2 separate regions of the Hordeum vulgare genome follow, and region 1 is linked to region 2. A link is a contact called in public Hi-C data. All regions are on one chromosome and are shown on one strand. The core of a region is the stretch at or near the end of the contact, and the rest is flanking DNA. Distances in the headings are between cores, read along the strand shown.

Region 1 (5,862 bases), core at 2,423-4,922, 480 kb before region 2:
AAGCTAATTATGTCATTTTGGAGGATAATTAGCTAAGAAGAAGAATAAGAATAAGAATAAGCAGTGGAAGAAGAAGATGATGATGATGATGAAGGTGAAGAATTAGAACTTGAATAAGAAGAAGAAGAAGAGAAGAAGAAGAAAAAGAAGAGGAAGAAGAATAAGAAGACTATAAGAAGAAGAAGAAGAAGAAGAAGAAGAAGAAGAAGACTAGAAGAAAAAGAAGAAGAAGACTAGAAGAAGAAGAAGAAGAACAAAAAGAAGAAGACAGAGAAGGAAAATAATAAGAAAGAAAGAAGAAGGTCATTTTTCTTATTTTGTTACTTTTTATTCTCTTTCCTCTTATATACTTTCGTTTTCTTTTTATGCCATATTTGAGCTTATTGTGCCATTTCAGATGAAATTTAGCTCAGTATATGACATTTATGAGCGAAATAAGGTGATTATGCTTTTGACCTGGCTAATCTAATTATGTCAATTTAGAGGAAACAAGCTAAGTACATAATATTTATGAGCTAACCAAGGTTATTATGCAATTTCTGACCTAACTATGCTAGTTATGTCATAAATAAATTAATCAAGCTAATTATGTCATTTTGAAGGATAATTAGCTAAGAAGAAGAAGAATAAGAAGAAGACTAGAAGAAGAAGAAGAAGAATAAGAAGATGATGGAGACTAGAAGACGGCGAAGAAGAAGATCAAGAAGAAGTATGAAGAAGAAGGATAACAACAACAACAACAAGAAGAAGAAGAAGACTAGAAGAATAACAAGAAGAAGAAGAAGAAGGAAAAGAAAAGGAAGAAAAAGAGAAGGACAATAATAAGATGAAAGAAAGAAGAAGCTCATTCTTCTTCTTTTATTCTTTCTTTTTCTTCTCTTTCCTCTTCTATTCGTTGTTTTTCTTTTTTGCCGTTTTTAGCTGATTATGTCATTTTGGAGGAAAATAATCTAATTATATGACATTTATGAGCTAAGCAAGGTTATTATGCCATTTTTTGACCTAACTAAGCTAATTGTGTCATTTTAGAGGAAAACAAGCTACAAATATGACATTCATGAGCTAACCAAGGTTGTTATGCCATTTGTGACCTAACTAAGCTAATTATGTCATAAGAGAAATAAATAAGTTAATTATGTCATTTTTAGGATAATTACCTAAGAAGAAGAAGCAGATGATGATGATGATGATGATGAAGGTGAAGCAGAATTAGAAGAAGAAGAAGAGGAAGACTAGAAGAAGAAGAACAAGAAGAAGAAGAAGAAGAAGAATAGAAGAAGAAGAAGACATGTGGGGACCCTGACTCATAAGTCGTGATCACGGAATGAATGTGCACAGTGATACCAGAGAATAATGCTCCCTGAACACACAAAAACTGAATAGCATGAGTCTTACATCCATTAAGTACCGTTTGGCTTGGATATGGCCTGTGTGGCCAAGCTTCATATACTTGCAGCGGGAAATCATCATCAACAGTGTGTACCCATGCCATATGCCTTAACCCAACACGTATTCTATATCGCACATACGCCACCAAGGTAATCTTCAACATATCATGTTCTCTTATGCGTGGCCACTAAAATAACCAGTGGCAAGCCAATGAGTACTTTTGATGTACTCGCAAGCAACCCATGTTTGAAACAAGGAAAATACAGAGCATAGTATAGCACTAAATAGGTAATTTACATAAATGTAATTTTGATTGCAGTGACATGATCGCTCTTGTGAAAACATGAATCAACGTGTTGCAGATATCCATATGTACAAGTTATATATATCATCTTCAGCACGAGTTGAATGTGCCACGTTCATTTGCCGTGTCAAGTCATCTGACTTAACTCAAGTATCACAATAAGCAGGGGTTGAACGTCCCACGTTGATATATCATGCAAAGTCATCTGACTTAGCTCGAGTATCATCTTACACACACAACCATCCTTTCTCACACGCACACTTGGTTTATGCGAAAACATCTGGACGTAGCCTAAGAGTGGTGATCCAACTGTCCTTCATTGTGAACACGACTATTCGAATAGTTTTACACTCTGTAGAGGTTGCGTACTGTACCTACGAGACCTGGGGAACTTCCATATCATCCACGACTCACGATATATCACATACCCAAGGTAAGCACCCGAACAATGCCTTTCCCTTGTAGATAATAAACAAAGACTCCACTTGATTGGTACCCAGCCCTAATGATGTACATCATACGAGCCTCGCTCTAGATCGTACCATCCATGAAGGGACCAACGGTGTGCCCGGTGCCTGTGAAAACGGCTCATGGTCGCCCTACTTTGCATGACCCCATGATGAAAGTGACCATGTCACTCTAACCACTAGTAATGCAGGCTCTCTGCTAGCACTGACCAAAGTAATCAACAAAGCCTTGTCCCATGAGGGGTATCGTGGTCGCATATGTAAGGTTGGAGTAATAGTCACAACTTAGACCAATCTGTTTTCAAAACCACACACACAAAACTTTTATCGGTGACCCACTTCCTTCCCAAGTGGTCACCCATCTCATCACCATCTCCCTTGGGCATCAGTGTCACCCGACGGGGTTTTCAACAAACCTTCGAAATCATTTCTTTCACGGTCATCATGCATAGACCCATCCCATTGGCCTAGCAACTACTAGCATCCTAACTACCTCCCACCCACACAACCCTCATAGGTTGTAGGGTCATACCCAAGTGCAAGTATCAACGAGGAGTTCCTCCGAGACAACTGGCCAAGGTGATTATCAACACAATCATGATACAAATGCAACGAAATATATCGCTATATGGCATGCAAAATAATTGGTTTCTTAGACATGGTCAAAGGGTCTTCCTATGCTTCTCGTCCAATTCCGAGCACTCCGTTTACTTCGTCAACTATCAACGAAACAACCACGAAAAGCCACACAACAAGAAGAAAACAAAATTGCTCCACAAATAGTAGTTCTATTTTTCTTGGATATTTCTGATCATAAGAAAAATTATCTAAAGTTGTTCTAAGGTATTTGGGTCACTAGAGATTTTTATACGGTGGAAATAGAGGAAGTGGTGATCCTATAAGAAGTCTACAGAAAATATTTTTACAAAAATGAGTGGATGTGCCTATAAATTAGGGGATAATTTTAGAAACATTTTGGAAGTGGTTTCACTCGATTTGGAGTTGGCATGAATATTCTGGGGATTTCCTAATATGTCATAAATGGTAAAGAGGGGCTACTCATTTGGTGCAATAGAAATAATGCGGAGAAAAATGTTGAGTCAGACCAGAAAAATACGGCATGATTTCTAGAGTCTATCGAAATTGAAATTACTCCATTTGGAGTTGATTTGGAGGCTCTAAGAATTTTTCAAGGTGGGATTTGAATAATCAAATTTGAATTTGAATTTCAACATTACAGAAAATACTTTTGGAAAAATGTGCAATGCATATATTTGGATAGGCAAGGATTTTATAAGTTTCTGGAAATTTGAGTAATCAGAATTGGATGTCCTATGAATTTATTAAGGATCTTTGGCCTTTCTAGAAAAATAAAAAGAAAAGAGAAAGAAAATCCTTACCTAATCGTGTTAAGCTATGCACTGGGCGCAACTTAGCCGTGGGGCCAGCCCAGCGGCTCAACCCCACAGCAGGCGGGGTTGTCGCCGAAGGCGTCCCAACCTGTTAACCGCTGGCGCTGGCGGTTTCCAGCGACTCCGTTTCCACTTAAGAAAAGGGAGGCCCACCCGTCAATAGCGTGGCCTCTCTGAGAGGCCGATAGATGGGGCCCGTATGGCGGGTTCTTCCCTTACCTCCCCCTCGGGCACAGAGGGAGCGGGGGAGGCAAAGCCGAGCGGCGCCGGCGCTCCTACCGATGACAACGGCTACCCCTGGCGGCGCTACGACCACCAACGAGGACAAGGCGACGGCGCGCACCCTCCTGGGTGGTTAGCCCCTGCTGGAAGGCAGCGGAGAGCGTGGGGCCGATGCTGCGGCGGAGACTGACAACAGTGGGCATGGGCAGGCCGGCGCAGACGACGAGAAAGGAAATGGGGATGAGCCGAAGGCTAGTCGAGGTTTCTTGGCCGATTCCTGTGGGCAGGAGGTGAAGAGAGGCATTTGGGGGCTCCAATTTTGAACGGAGGCCGTTGGCAAGGCCTCGGCCATGGGGGACGATGGTGAGCATGGGGGCGAAATTGGGGGCGTCGGGAGATTTGCACGAGGGAGAGAGTGCGATCCGAGCGGAGAGGGGGTTACGGGACGGCCCTAAAGTACCCCAGGTGCTGGTGCATCGTGGAAGGAAGCTCGGAGCGGTCGTGGACATCACCAGTGTGCTCGGGAGCTCTCCAGGTGGTGCCTGCGTCCTTCATGGACTTGGTCCTCGACCAGGGAAGGAAAGAGAGGGAGCGGGGAAAGCTCAGAGGCAGGACCAGACCACGCACAGAGAGTGGCTGAGTTGGTCGGCATCGGGCACCCGTGACAGGGGACGCCCGAGAGAGAAGCAGGAGGGGGCCTTAAGCGTAAAATGTTGAGGACGCCGAGGTGGCCTCGGGGGACACTACCGAGACTCCCAAAGCTGTCGGGAGCCTCGGGATGCTGCGGCTATAGTGCCCTGGTGCACTGTAGCACGCTCGAGAGCACGCCAACTACAAGCCTGGGCATGATTTTGGCATGCGGGGCACGGCCACAAGCCTGTGAGCGCGACAAAAGTTGTTCACTAGACTTAGGAGGAAATATATAAGGAAAACGTTACCTTTCAACCGACTGATCCTGCTCTCGCGTTTACCGTCTTCTTTGTTTGCCACGTGGCCGGGCGGACGAGCCGTGACCCGTTTTTCTGAAACAACTCCATTGTTTCAGAACGTTGTTCCTGCAGCTTGGAAGTTGTTGCAGAAGAAGGGAACCCAGGCATGACGAGACGGCTTCCACCGGAAGCAAGCCAAGAGCTCGCCGGCCGCCCCGCCGCCTAGAGCTCGCTGGCCGCCCCGCCGCCTAGAGCTCGCCGGCCGCCCCGCCGCCAAGAGCTTCCCAGCTCGCTAGGTAGTGCTTCTGCAACTTGACATTTGTTGCAAAAATTCCTAAAACATGACCTTTTGTTGCAAAAAACTCTCCCGCAAAACGAAGAAAAAAAAATCCCGCAACAAGCAAATTGTTTCTGAAACTCGACCGTTGTTTCAGGAATTAACGGGTCCAAAGTTTATTTATTGCAACAAAGCGAAAGTTTCTGCAACTCGAGCGTCGTTTCAGGAATTAAGTACAGGAATGGATCGGACGCTACGCGCGAGATCTAACGGCTGTCGAGGCGGTGGATGTTTAATAAATATCCACCGGTAGATGCGTAGCAGCCCCCAATATACAATGTGCATAAGGTCAAGGGGATATAGGGGGATGCTTTAGGTGAGAAGAAAAGTGGGGGGTAGAGAGAGAAGTTGTTGTCCACGAAGGTAAATGGAGGTTTCACCCCCTCCAATAATGAAGCTCGGGACATGCAAGGTTTACTCGAGGTGCATGATGACTACAAGATCCTGTGGTAAAAATTGAAGGCCAAGCAGAAGTCATTTAGGGGCTCTATTATTGAACTCTGGAGTCCATCAGAAGGTGTTTCATCACTAGTCGGGCTACCTCTGATGCTCCCATGGTTTTGAAAATTAACATGACCAAATGGTGGTCATAAATAAGGTTGGACACCAAATATGAGATTTGTTGGAGAAAGTTTTCAGTGTAGACTTGAAAAACCTTGGAAATAGGCAAACCCATGCAAATTAATTCCCACTAATGCACCACTTGGTGTGGTGACATTATTTGAGTATTAGAGCATGCCCAAAAAATTGGGATCAATTGAAGAAACTTCATAATGTAAAACTCCCCAATTCTAAAAATCAG
Region 2 (5,931 bases), core at 765-3,264:
TATCTAAACCTTAGCAACAACATCAACTTTTCATAATACTGTGGGCAACTAATTACCGATGGCAAGCAATTAATCAGTCATAATAGGCGACTAAAAAATTACCAATGATAGACAACTGAGCATCGACAATAGGATACTTAAAGATAATGGTAGGTAACTGCACATCAACTGGTAGAGAACTTACCCGTCGCGATAGCCAAAAGTGAGAAGAATATTAGGCAAATTAACTATTACACATACACAACTAAGTTGCTTCTGTGCACCACTAAAGTTACCTTCCAAAAATAAGAAAGTTGCTTTGCAAGTGATGTAAAGTTTACTACCCCACATAGCTTGGCCACTTTCCCTGGGTAACAGAAGTGGTGTGAAGTTGTCCACCGCTCAAGTAACTTACCACTTGTCCATGTCTCTGGCAACTCCCGTTCGCATCTCTCGCAAGTGGCTCTCACCCATTTTTCCGTGTTTTTTTGCGTAGGGGTGGTCGCCGCACTCAACCTATCTCCCAAAATGTGCTTCTCTCGCGCGTGCCCCTACCCCCGATGCTTCCCTCCATAAATCCTATTTAACCTCCTATGAAACCTCAGTCCACCTCGTCCCTATGCATTTCGCGGTTCGTCAACCCCCCTAAAGTCGCGAAGGCCCAACCCCTATCCACAAAACACTCAATTTGTCCTGACCCATAGATCTCGCACACGGTTGGCGGGCCAAACATCGGCCCAACCCATGACTTCACACATGAGCGGCGTTCCTGCTTCACTCGACTCTCGGGAGTGAATCTCCGGGCAACTCATGTCAACATCTCTAGCAACTACTTATCATGCATTGGGCAAGCTTTTGTGTGAAAAAAAGAAAAAAAAACACAAGGGGGGATGTTGATCTAGTCAAGATCGCTCGAGTTCGGCAAGTTTAACACGTGATAGCTATGAAAAAAGCTTGTAGTATCATCGAAAACTATCTAGTAAATGTTCGACAAGTTTTAGTGAGTAAAAACACAATACACATCTTGTGTAATTAAAGACAACCCATCTTGTGGGAATGAGACATCGACTGTTATGGTGTACCACATTGCAGAAACAAATCAACCAACAACACAAGCATCTGCTACACATACAAAATCAAAACAACCATTCACAAATTAGATGCACGCGCAACATTGCATCTCCTATTGCTTGTTACCATCAAACATCGCAAGATGGCACACAAGCAATATACACAAGAATTACACATATCAACGACAATAAAGAGCTTTACATGGCCATCTATCATTTGTGCAGCAAAAACAAAACAAGATACGAGTGTCGAAAGGCCGATCAAGCAAGGAGCAAGAAAAGATTCGAGCCGCAGCAAACAACATCGGCAATCGAGCTGACGAGACGTATCAGCCGACGCGTCAGTCGTCGATGGTGGACATCCTGTCCCCGCCGACCTTACTTCCGCCCAGCTCCAGATGCAAGGCTGCAATAGGATGCCCCCTGTGCTGGGCGGCTAGAGTGTTGAGGACTGCACGACATGCACCTGACCATGTGGTTGTCAGAGAACAATGAAACAGAGGAGTCTAGACCTTGAGGCTCGCGTGGGCGCGGGGCACATCCGCATGTCGCAGCCAAAAGAAGTGAGCACCCGGGAGCAACAACGTCGCAGACACCGAAAAATGCCTCCCCGTAAACCTTCACCTACGGGTGCCCTGAAGAAGACGGGATCTCCATGAACGGCCTGTCCTAGATGAAGATGAATTGGATGGCGTTGAGACTAGATGAGATCTAGGCGGCGGGGTAGGGGAGGAGAGAGAACAAATGAGAGGAAGAGGGATCGGTGCGGTGGATTTTTTTTTGAAATGGAGCAAGTATGTGGCTTGTCGTGTAGCTGAGCGCTCACACAACGATACATGGCACGCGAACACTTTTAAGAATTTAGGTATTTTATTAATATTAGAAAGACAAGAAATAGATTACATTGCTTTTCACCACTGATCTTACATCAGACGGACATGCCAAACTGTTATCCGACTGCCCCCGACACGCCGCCGCTCCTACCCGACCCCTCTTTCCTCACCTCTCGCACGCCCCGCTCACCGCCATCCAAACCGCGATGGCGGCGCCGCTCGCCCCGCTCACCGCCGCCCGCCTCGGCCGTGGCCTCGGCCTCCTAGCATCCGTACGCTACTACGGCGCTATCCCTGTTCCACTTTCCGTTTCCGACCCACGGCGCCGGCTCCCGGCCCCGCCCCATCTCCACGTCAGCCGCTCTGTCCGCCACCTCGCCGCCACGGACGTCTCTGAGCCCCAGACAGAGTAAGTCGGTGACCCTTCCATTCCCTCAACTTGAAGCGCGATAGGCTGACGTTGTGTTAGAGCATCAGTAAACTGTAAAACTTGGTGGAAAAGTGCATTTGTTATTGTTAGAACCCTTTCTGTTTCAGCTAAAGATGTACTCTCTCTGTCCCATATTAATTGAGGCTCAAACGGATGTATCTAGCACTGCAAGTATTTTCGTTTCTGTACGGAACTAGATATTTCCTTGTTTATTTCGTTCTTGGTCCAGTGCGAGCTAATCGCTAATGTATGGCTGCAGTCTCAGAATTTATGTCGTCTCTTGCCTGGCTCAGTGCTGAAATATTTTGCTTTTTGTGTTTAACAAGCTTATGCATGGACGACTGTCCATTTTGTTAGCTATTGAGTTTCATGTGACTGGTTATTGTATTCTTTTTCGTAGCAGTATTCAGTGAACTCCGATCAGTTAATATGCCTCATAATGATTTGTGCCTGCATTTTGAGATATAACCGTGATTTTTCTTGTGGGTCGTCTAGTTCAGAGTCTGGTACAGCGACTGTAAAGAAGGGACGCATCTACCATGAAACGTACGGGTGTCAGATGAATGTAAATGATATGGAGATTGTGCTGTCTATCATGAAAAAGGAAGGGTACAATGACATTGTTCCTGACCCTGAGAGTGCAGAGATAATATTTATCAACACCTGTGCAATTCGTGACAATGCAGAACAGAAAGTTTGGCAGCGGCTCAACTACTTTTGGTTCCTGAAAAGGCAATGGAAAACTAATGTCGCTGGAGGGAGATCTAAGTCTCTGCGTCCTCCTAAGATTGCTGTTCTCGGGTGCATGGCAGAGCGACTGAAGGAGAAAATACTCGACTCCGATAAGATGGTTGATGTTGTATGTGGTCCGGATGCGTACAGGGACTTGCCTAGGCTGCTGCAAGAAGTGGATTATGGGCAGAAGGGTATCAACACACTCCTCTCACTGGAGGAGACTTATGCTGACATCACCCCAGTTAGGATTTCTGACAATTCGGTTACGGCGTTCGTGTCAGTTATGAGGGGTTGTAACAATATGTGCTCGTTTTGCATTGTTCCCTTCACTAGAGGCAGGGAGAGGTCACGCCCAGTATCTTCTGTTGTCCGAGAAGTTGGTGAGCTCTGGTATGCTGGCGTAAAAGAAGTAATGCTTCTTGGTCAGAATGTAAACAGTTATAATGATACTTCTGAAGTTGAGGAGTTAGAGCCTGGTAAAAACTGGCAGCTCAGCGAAGGATTTTCCAGCAGGTGCAAAGTGAAGAATACGGGGTTGCGCTTTGCCGATCTCCTGGATCAGTTGTCTCTGGAATACCCTGAGATGCGATTCAGGTTTACCTCTCCACATCCAAAGGATTTTCCTGATGAGCTGCTATATTTGATGCGGGATAGGCACAATATTTGCAAACTTATTCACTTGCCTGCACAATCAGGCAGCACAGAGGTGCTGGAACGAATGAAGCGGGGTTATACTCGAGAAGCATATTTGGAGCTTGTACAGAAAATCCGTAATGTCATTCCAGATGTTGGGCTAAGCAGTGATTTCATAAGTGGTAAGACACACATGTTTTCTGCTTTTTGGTAATCACAATCTTTCTAAGTGAAGTGCTTCCAATGTGGATATATATTTTCTGGAGTAAATTGCAAAAATCCACCACAATTGGGGCGAAGTTTTCAACGCTTCAGGAAAAAAACACCAAAAAACATGCATTTTGGTGGGTGCTTGATGACTTTTGCACAATTGTGGTGTTTTTTTGCAATTTATTCATATTTTCTGTGTGGCTGATTTGGAGAGAGGGATGTGGTTAGGTGCTGCTTTCTCGCTTCTTATTCTCCTTGATTGCTTTTTATATGGAATACTTGGTTTTTAGATGAACGGGGAGCTCCTCTCCCCGGCTCCATTACTCAGAATGAAACCAAAACATAGTGTCATACATCAGCTCACTTAGAGGAGCAGTTCAAAGGAAAACAGAGACAAAAGGAAACATAAAAACGTCTCCTCAACAGGAGATGAAAGACAGGCAGGCCTGGGATAGAAACTAAAACTAGGCTTTTTGTTCTGATCTGCTTCAAACCACCACATCTTCTCCTGATTGCCTGAGCTTCAGAGGAGGTGCAGCAACGGCTTGTGGTGACCAACAGGCAGAGAGGATAGAGACGGGGCTGCTCAGTGTGCATTTGTCTCCAGGGGCCTTTTCTTGCTCGGGGAGTGGTAGCAGTCGTCGTCCTCAGATACCTTGAGATTAGGGATCCCTTCATTTGAAACCTGCTTCAGCATCAGCCACTTAGGATCATGGGGGGCAGCTGGGTGTGTCTTGTCAGCTCCTCCAAGAAGCCCAACATCTTCAGCTTGCCATGTTCTGGTGTCAGTATCTCCCAGGATTTGAGAGTCCTGAGGATCACTCTCCAGACCTGCTCAACATATATCCAAGTGTTGTTGTTAAAGATCATAGAGTTCTTATACTTCCACAAGCACCACAGGACAGCTGAACTAACAGTGTTTAGGACAACATGTTTCTTATTAGAGTTCCAAAATCTAGCCACTGATTCATAATCAAAACCAATTGAAATGTTAAAGTGAGCACCAATGTAAGACCATAGGATTCTAGCAACTGTGCAATCAAAGAACATGTGAAAGACAGATTCTTCCTCTGCACAGAACACACAGTCTAGAGGTTTAATAATGCGTCTCTTCCTTAGATTATCCCTAGTCATCAATTTGTTACTAGAAAACAACCATAAGAAAACATGGATTCTAGGGGGGACACAGATTTTCCAAACAGCAGGAACAAACGTTGGTTGCACACCTCTAAAATTGATCACATGGTACAAAGAGCTAGAGGAGTAAACTCTCTTGTTTTCCAGCTGCCAAACAAGAGAATCAGAGCCCTCAGGAAGGACAAGGCTACTAGCAATCTCAAGCAATTGGTACCAGTGTTCAGTAAGCCTATCATTAAAGTTTCTCCTAATAGAGAGTTTAAATGTGGTGCCATCCCACACCTCCCTGATGCATTTAGTCTGTTCATTGCAGATCACATACACAAGCCAAAATTGTACATCAAGGGGAGATGTGCCAAACCAAGTGTCTTCCCAAAACCTAACCTTATCTCCTCTTTCTACTTTCCATCTATATCCAAATTTGAGGGTTTGATGATGGATTGTAGTTCTTTCCAAAATCCGGAGCTATGAGGGTTAGGGCCAAGAGAAAACAAGTTGGGCTTACCATTCATGTATTTATTATCTATCATAACTCTCCAAGGTTTCCCCTCCCCCTCATAGTATCTTTTGACCCAAAGACCCTAGGAGGCAAAGGTTAACTTCTTGGAGGTTAGGGATTCCAAGGCCACCAAATTCTTTCTTCATGCATACTAACTTCCAGTTTGCTAGGTGTAATTTCCTACGACCGTCAAAGTCATTCCACAAACAATTAGCCATCTGAAAATTGATCAAATCAATAGCCCATTTTGGAAATTTGAAAAAGGAAAGTAGATAAATTAGAATACTGGCAAGGCCTGGATAAGGATTAACCTGCCTTTATAAGAGGGTAGTTTCCCTCTCCATCCTGCAATCCTTTTCATGATCTTATCAATTAAAGGCTGAATGTCTTCCCTTCTCAGTTTGT

Evidence for each region. Hi-C and Micro-C count contacts between places; a contact is called where the count stands out from the background.
Region 1: a Hi-C map of seedling shows a contact between it and region 2, with 3 times the contacts expected there. The contact joins the enhancer-like site here to the promoter of LOC123448328 in region 2. A contact is called at or near these places in 1 of 6 Hi-C or Micro-C datasets (seedling) and 1 of 1 datasets of contacts at active chromatin or transcription factors (embryo).

The regions. Positions count from the first base shown.
Region 1 is chr4H:175,645,216-175,651,077 of MorexV3_pseudomolecules_assembly, reverse strand. No RefSeq gene overlaps it. Among protein-coding and RNA genes, the nearest start is that of LOC123448328, 480 kb to the right of the region's middle. Within about 2 kb of position 3,672, at least 3 of the 3 cell types and tissues checked have open chromatin away from gene starts, as enhancers often do. A contact at or near this core is called in seedling, where this site is marked.
Region 2 is chr4H:175,166,400-175,172,330 of MorexV3_pseudomolecules_assembly, reverse strand. It overlaps LOC123448328 (CDK5RAP1-like protein), which reads left to right and starts at 2,014. Exons shown (of 3, transcript XM_045125167.1): 1 at 2,014-2,291; 2 at 2,808-3,862. The coding sequence starts at 2,089.